Regions from separate parts of the Gossypium arboreum genome. Here region 1 is linked to region 2. Evidence: chromatin contacts called from public Hi-C data. All regions are on one chromosome and are shown on one strand. Each heading gives the region's core, a stretch centred on a gene start, on an enhancer-like site or on the middle of the called end of the contact. The rest is flanking DNA. Distances are from core to core; before and after follow the strand shown. Region 1 holds the start of LOC108466983 (helicase-like transcription factor CHR28). Region 2 holds the start of LOC108485746 (secretory carrier-associated membrane protein-like).

Region 1 (3,796 bases), core at 290-2,789, 550 kb after region 2:
TATCAAATTACTAATATTAGGAACAATACTAGCAATTTCAATAATTTTTAATATCATCCAATAAAGAACTAATTTACTACCATAACAATAAAAATAATATAGTATATAACATATTCAAAAAATAATAATAACACAAATAACATTAAAACAAAGAAAAAAAAACACTTACACGATACATCGATATGTATCGAGGTTAAACTAACTGGTTAAGGTCAAGTTCGTATTAGTTGAAGTACAAAACTATTGACGAAATCTTCGAAAATACCCATGATATATCCGTAAGTGTCGAGGTTAGGGTATGGTTATCTCATCATAACCTAAATGGTGGGAATCATATTGCATGATGAATCTCTAGTATAAAAGTAGGACCTTGGCACTTATGGATGTCGAGTTTTCTTCAAAGATTATCCGCATGGACCTTCAAACCCATTAATGTTAAGTTTGCTTAATCTTGAATAATAGTTAATATTTAATACACTGATAATGTATAATTCTATGCATCATCGGTTACTGAAATAATGACACATCATCATAAAATTTTAAAGCTAAATTAATTAAAATTCATTTTAGCGATGTATCACCTCTTTATTCAATTGTGATGTATATATTATTCATGCATGAAATATTAATATTTAGAAAAAACACATTTAGAAATAATAATTGTGAAACATCCAATTTTAAGAAAAAAATGCAATTATTAACACACAATTAAGGAGTATATTAACACACATGTAGAACTCCTCTAACTCTCTTACCAACTATGTTTTTGTTTTTTATAAAAAGGTAATTATTTAATATTAATTATTATTAAAAATACAAGTTGCTCCAACTTTATTTTGTCTTGTCTTCAAAAAAAAAAAATGGAAGAAGTCAACAATGGCTTACAGTTCTGTTTTCACCACAAAAGACCTGCATAAAAACAAAGAATAATAGGAAGCAAGTTACTAAGAATATCGAGGAAAGAAAAAAGCTTATGTTTCCATAGCTTTTTCATTTATTTGACTTACATTAAAAGAAACAATGATTATTGATATTTTAAGATATGATACCTAATGATGCGTTTAACATAATGTTATTGTTTTTAATGTAGCACATCATGTTTTTCACGTAGAGGACAATCCCGTTGTTATGTAAATCTGAAATTGATGAAAAGTAAGAGAAAGAGCACATCCGAAGCGACGTAAATTCCCCGACATCCACCCACGAAATCTCCGGTTATTCCTAGGTAAATTTAATTGGGAATAATTTTATCTTCTTTTTATATCAAATAAGCTCTTTTTACAATGCTTTAATCAAAACTAAATTGTAACACTGAGAAAATCAAATGAAATGGTTTGTTGAGACGATTTATATCTATCTTTGTAATCAGATAAGTATAAATTATCTTCTAACCAAAATCAAATCTAATCGCTAATTCACGGTGTTTTTTTTTTTGGGCATCCATAGTCATCCTTGTACAAATCACGCGCCAAAAATCAAATCATGCGCGTTTTACTCGCGTGTCTCTTCCACCGACTTCCGCAACTTCGCTATAAAATCATCCTAAATAAAAAAAAGTAAAAAAGAGAGTCCAATACGACGTCGGATCCTTGATTGACACCCCTCTTATTGTCTTCTCCGCGCCGTCCTCCGTCCTACCGAAGAAATTGAGACAATTTATTTATTTAAGATAATATATAAATTTTTTTTATATAAATGGGAAACTCTAAAATTCGTCTGCGCAAAAGTCTTTCTACAATAACCAATCCTTATTTAATCCCAAAAAGGAGCCACCGCATTCTTTCACGATTCTCTTACATTTGTTTTTTCTTTACAAAAAGTCGCATCTAATTTTAAGACCGCCAACGCCAACTGTCGAGGAAACTTCTCTCTAATTTCTTCGTTGAAGTGATGCGATTCGTGTTGATTGGATCCAATACTTTGTTTCTTTATGTCCGGTAAATCGGCTGGGTTTCACAACTGCTTTTTTTTTAGGGTTTCTAAAAGCAAGTAAGGGTTCTCGGTTTCTTTCTTCTTGTTTGATGTTGATGATGGGGGAAGATAACCGCAATGATAGCTTCGGAATCTTGTCAAGTGGCGATCTCTCGGCTGATTATAAGTTTGATGATTTCGTTGGGGATGGTATGTGCATCGATCTCGACAGCATCAATCGTATTCTTGAGGAGAACTCTGATCCTCCGCAGGTAGTTACTTTCTTTTGCGGTTTAATTTGGCGCCACTTTTAGGGTGTGGAGTGTGAAGATTTTAGTGGAATCCTACTCCTTAATTGTGAAATTTTGAAAGGGAATTTGTTGTATAGATCACGTACTCTTCATTGGAAAGCCTAGGAAATGAGTCAATGGTTGCTTATTTTAGCTGATTTTTTGAGAACATAGTTCATAGCTTGTTTGAGATTGAATGAAATTAAACTTACTTTATTTGGAACTATTGCATTCTACTATGATTATTTTGGAATTTATTTAACTCAAGTACTTCCTTGCTTAATTTGTGAATCTGGAACCCAAATTCATCTCATAAATTGTAATTGACTTTGCGTACTTTCACTCTTAAACTCGAGGTTATAGATTGTGGAACTGATATTTCATGGCTTTTTGTTAGCCCTTGTTTCTCGGTAAAAGTTCAATCTCGTTTTCTATTCTTTTACTAGATAGGTTATTCTTTCTTTTGTTAAATTGCAGAGTAATCCAGAAGAACCATCGCTTAGAAATATGTCTCAAGGGGACTCAGATCTTGAATCCATCCAGCTTCAAAGTGGTAAAATTTCTTTGCACAAACATTTTTCTAAGTTTCTGTTTTTTATATATATAATGAAAATTTGATGATATTTCCTTGCTTGGGGTTTGAAGAATCGCCTTGCTCGGGGTTTACTTTTGCAGATTGTTTAAGAAATAATTCCGATGATTCAGATGCTAGGGCAGGGTCTACTGGTGGCTCCTTTTATTATCATGGGAATTTAGAACTCTCTGCACATGATTGTTCACCGGTCCAAACATCCTCTGCAAGTTTTAAAGAGTGGTCTGCAATTTGTCAAGGGACCTCCTACAGAGAGAGAGTTGAGATTCCCAGCTGTAGTACAGCATCTAGTTTTTCTGAGATAGATGGCAACCATGTGTTAGATCATGGAGATAATTTAAGATTTGATCTTGTGGATGATAAAACTATCTCATTGTTCATGAATACTAGAGAGGAGTTCGGCTACAAAAGTATGTTACCCACTTGCTACTTCAATCTAAACATTGTCATTAGTTGTACATTTTGAAATTTTTTCCTATTGCTGTGCTCGAGTTTTTTAGTGGAAATGCTGACTCTTGTTTACTGAATATTCAGATGCTTTGCACAGCCCTGCTGATGAGAATACAAACTTAATATTTGATCAGTATGATCCCTGTTCAGTTATAAGTTGTTACATGAATGGAGATGATGCATATTTTGCTGATTCCTCAATGCAACACTCGCCTGGTTCCCTAAATTTTATGTTTGATGAAAGTAAGGAGGGTGAAGTTGTGGAATTTCCCACTGAGAGTGCATGCTCCAGTAGTAGGATAATATTCAATTCTCAGGGTGAGATTGATAATAGGTCCGTGTCACAGCTCTCAATGAATGGTTTCTCTGATGTAAAGAAACATCATTTTGAAGGTGAAGGGAATGGACATGTTTTACCAGCCTATGGAAAATTTTCATACACTGCCAATGATGGACTCTTTGATGACAAAGGTTCGCTGCAGCCATTCACTCATTCTCAACCTTGCATTTCAAATAACAAACAAGCAGTTTATGGAAAGAATGAAGATAACAA
Region 2 (3,975 bases), core at 693-3,192:
TATCCTTACCCCTAAATGTAATAGTTTTTAAGATTCAACCATCAGAATCTAAAGATTGTAATGAAAAAGAAAGAAAACCCAGGAGTAGCAACGGGATTTCTAATCCAACCTGACCCTTTGATGCTTGCTGTGGAAACAGCTATGATATTCCAGAAAAGGCATAGGATCAACCCTGCATGAAATGAACATTCATCATTCTATCTTGTTTGTAATAATAAAATCTTAGCTATGCATTTTGACAAGCAGCTTGCTTACATACCTATGAAGGTGGCGAAAGCTACATATAGCATTCGATGTAGATAATTAGGTATGTCATTTGCAATGTCATGGTGGATGATTGGGAAAAACGGTGGCCAATTTTTCACATCCAGAAACACCCCAGCTACAACCAAAACAAAATCAACCTTGTGACGGTCAATCATTATTTTATATATGTATTTTTAAAACCAAGAAGCTGCATTGCAAATTTAAGAATAAAAACATCAAACCTGCTAAAATGAACTTGAAGAAGCTTAAATACCCAGAAGAGAGAGATTAAATTTGCAAAAAAATTTAGTGGCAAATATTACCTCGTGCTAGAGCTTCTTCTTTCCTTTTAACTTCCTGATGAATGCATGTCCGCGAAAGATGGTAATGAGTAAGAATTACGAACAAGGGCAATTCAATGATTCATCTACTGCTAAAGGCCATTGCGTAAGATATATACATACATACATGAATATGGTGACTATGAATAGTATACGCTTTGACTTTTCATTATATAATTAATAAACAGTGTTGTTGATGGGATTTTGAACGTTCGGAGAGACTTTGTGAAATATTGTCCACCAGGGTGACGGCTAACAGATCTCTTCCACAAGTTCGAGCCGGAATGTCTATGTTTGATTTTATACTTAAGTTTTATCTCTCGAATTTGTTTCAAAATGACTCTGCTGGAGCCTGGAGTTCAAGGAATAGTGAGTTTAGAGGGGTGAGTGAAGGAGAACTCAACATTTGCTCTTGATGGGATTTGAACTCTTACTTTCACCTAACAACTACAAGACTAAGGAGGATGCTATTTGTGGGTAAGATTGACATCTCACACTGAGTGTACGGTGGAATCCATGGGAAGTTAAAATTCTGATTTGATAGTAGTATAGGATTCAATTCTTACTTTTTCATTTTAACGCATTAACATGATTTGGACTAATCTCTCTTACTAACAAGTAATAACAGTAAGGAAAAAAAGTCAATTTAAAGCAAAATTATGAAGTGATAGTACAAGGAATAAAAACATAATTTGGCCAAGTTTTTAACATGTTTGTAAAGATGTATTACCTCTTCCCTCCTTCTAAGTTCAGCTTCCTTGGCCTGGAGTTCTCTCTCTTTCTGCTTCAAATTCTACATTTCAAGCATCATAATACATATAGTCAGAAAAAAGCTGATGTGATGAGTTGGACAACATCCAGAAAAGTGGGTTTGAAATTACCGTGGGATTATCAAGATTGATCTCAATGACTGGATTGCGATCATAATTGTAGCTGACAGGTTCAGGAGGAAGAGCTGGAAGCCTTGAGTGCGAATATTGTGAAGGGTTCTGCATGTTTACCAATTATCCAAACTCATAAACTACGTACAGATTCTATATATATGTGTATAGGATAAATTATAAATATAGAGTGGATGGAGAGATATGAAACTCACGGAAAAAGGATTAACTTGATCTTCTTCTTCGTCAAAAGGGTTCCTATCGCGGTAACCAGCCATGGTTCCTTTTCTTGTTCTTGGGATGTGAAGACGACATTTTGTTTACCGAGGGAGAAGTGGTGTTATATAGAGAGAGAAAGAATTTACAAAGTTTGTCTTTGTTGGGATGTACCATTGCGTTGAAGCCAAGGCGAAAAGGAATTTGAGAGACGAGAAGAGAAGGACGGCAACATGGTATATATAAACTACTCTTGTCTTAACTTTCGGATTCATCGAAGAAACTCAGTGTTTTATAGCTTGTTCAGTGTTTCTATTGGAGAGTGACCTGGTAAACAACAACATCTAAGCACGTTATTTCATAGGAAGATAAATGCTTTATCTTCTTTCATCTAAATAAACAGTACGCCTCTACACACAAAATTCGAATCCTAAATAACCAAATTAAGTTAGGATTATCTTTAAACTAAAAACGCCATCAACATTGTTTTGGTCTCTTGGTGTTTTTTTATTGTGCTTTGTGGTATCGATTTGTTTCAGTATACTATTTTAAATTGATCTATATTCTTTAAAAAATTTTAATGTATAAATATATTTATAAATATCAAATTAATAATAGTAAATCAATCTCAAAGATAAAATATTTATCAATTATTTAAATTACTCATTTATAAACTCGACAAATAAAAATCTATCATTCAAATAAATCTAAAATTAATAATAAAATCCATAAAAATCTAAGGATTTAGCTTTTTTTTTGCTGGATTTTTTCTTTGATAATCTTTATTATATTTAAGTTTTATTAGATTTTAAATGTGAATATATATATATATATATATTTTATATTTTAAGAAGGAAGGAAGGCTTGGAAGGTTCTTCACAGTTCTTATTTTCCTATTGGAAATCCCGTTTGAGGATATCCGCCCAAGTCCATTAACAAATCAGCCCAAATTTGGGACATTTGGAGGAGACCACCTGTCTCAGCTAAAGCTTTTTTATCTTCTTCTCTTTCACGACAAAACCGTTTCCCTTAAGAAATATTGCCTCCATTTCAACGCCGTCACCGCTGTCGGAGTCTCGATCGGTTACCGTCGATTCGCTATCCTTAACTGCCCGACGTCTGCGGAACCGCAACAGGACCTCCTGAACGTGAGGGAGACTACCGCTGTCCAATAAAGATGAGTTTTTTTCTCTGCCTTTTTTCGATTTAACTAAACGGGTTGTGGATGGTGAAGTTGAAGTGGCCGAATGGTTGTTGGAGGCTTGTGGGAGAGGGTTTAAGTTTGGTTTAGGGGTTAGTTGAGAGTTGATAGTGGTGAAGATAGTGATGGAGGTGGGAGCCTTGGTTGTTTGGGGATGAAGTTGGGTTAGTGAGGTGCTAAGGGCGGTTTGGTGGGTTAAGGGTGTAGTCGGATGGTTTTGAATCTTGAGGGAAGCTGAAAAAGAATGTTTTTCTTGCTCTGAATTCATAAAAATGCAGCTAACCTCTTTTTGCTTGATTTTTGGATGCTGCTATAGGAGCTAGGAGAGAAGGAGCATGAGCTCCTCATAGAGCTGCGGTGGCATGGCTGTGCTGTGCTGTGCTGGCCTCGTGCGGAATGGTGCCGAGGAATGTAAGCGGTTGTTGCCATTTCCTTGTGCAGGTAGCTGGCCTTTTGGAGGAGACCACCTGTCTCAACAGTTGTTTGAAATTTGGGATGTAATTGTCAACCTTGTGAAGTTTTGGGCTTTTATTGTAAATTTTCAATTTTTGATTTTTTTAAAATCTTGATTTTTTGTATTTTTGTTAAAAAATATTTTTAACGAAATACTTTATAAATAAAAAAAATGAAATAAAATAAATAACTGAATGGGCCAAAAGTAAAATAAATATCATCCAAATGTCCAATTAACTCAAAGTTATGTTAAATTAGTGAGGCATGCACTTCAATTTTTTTTTTTTACAAAATGTAACGCTAAAATCTCAATTTGAATGAACATTAATCTGACATATTTAACAAGTTATGAATATTTGTATTCTTAAACTTGACAATTAAAATTAAGTTAAATTGCATTTATCACAAAATATTAATTTAGATTTGGACAAAATTTAATGTTTGCATATCTACACACCAATGGGATTGATTACGTGCACGGATGCGCAAAAAACAAATAATTTTATAAAATAATTTAAAGTACAGTTTTAATTGCAAGTGTACAATGTCAATTGTAATATTATAGTGTCCAATGAAACGAAACACTGAAGTATTCCAAAGGTTGAACCCAAAGGAGTCGGCGATTAAGTGATTTCTA

Evidence for each region. A called contact is a pair of places that touch in the nucleus more often than the background predicts.
Region 1: a contact with region 2 is called in a Hi-C map of leaf, with 5 times the contacts expected there. The contact joins the promoter of LOC108466983 here to the promoter of LOC108485746 in region 2. A contact is called at or near these places in 2 of 5 Hi-C or Micro-C datasets (both in leaf).

Annotation. Positions count from the first base shown.
Region 1 is chr6:42,939,931-42,943,726 of ASM2569848v2, forward strand. LOC108466983 (helicase-like transcription factor CHR28) reads left to right here and starts at 1,540. Exons shown (of 12, transcript XM_017767416.2): 1 at 1,540-2,183; 2 at 2,679-2,754; 3 at 2,877-3,203; 4 at 3,328-3,796. The coding sequence starts at 2,022.
Region 2 is chr6:42,392,259-42,396,233 of ASM2569848v2, forward strand. It overlaps LOC108485746 (secretory carrier-associated membrane protein-like), which reads right to left and starts at 1,943. Exons shown (of 12, transcript XM_017789590.2): 1 at 1,684-1,943; 2 at 1,469-1,576; 3 at 1,318-1,380; 4 at 570-603; 5 at 260-382; 6 at 110-172; 7 at 1-11. The coding sequence starts at 1,746.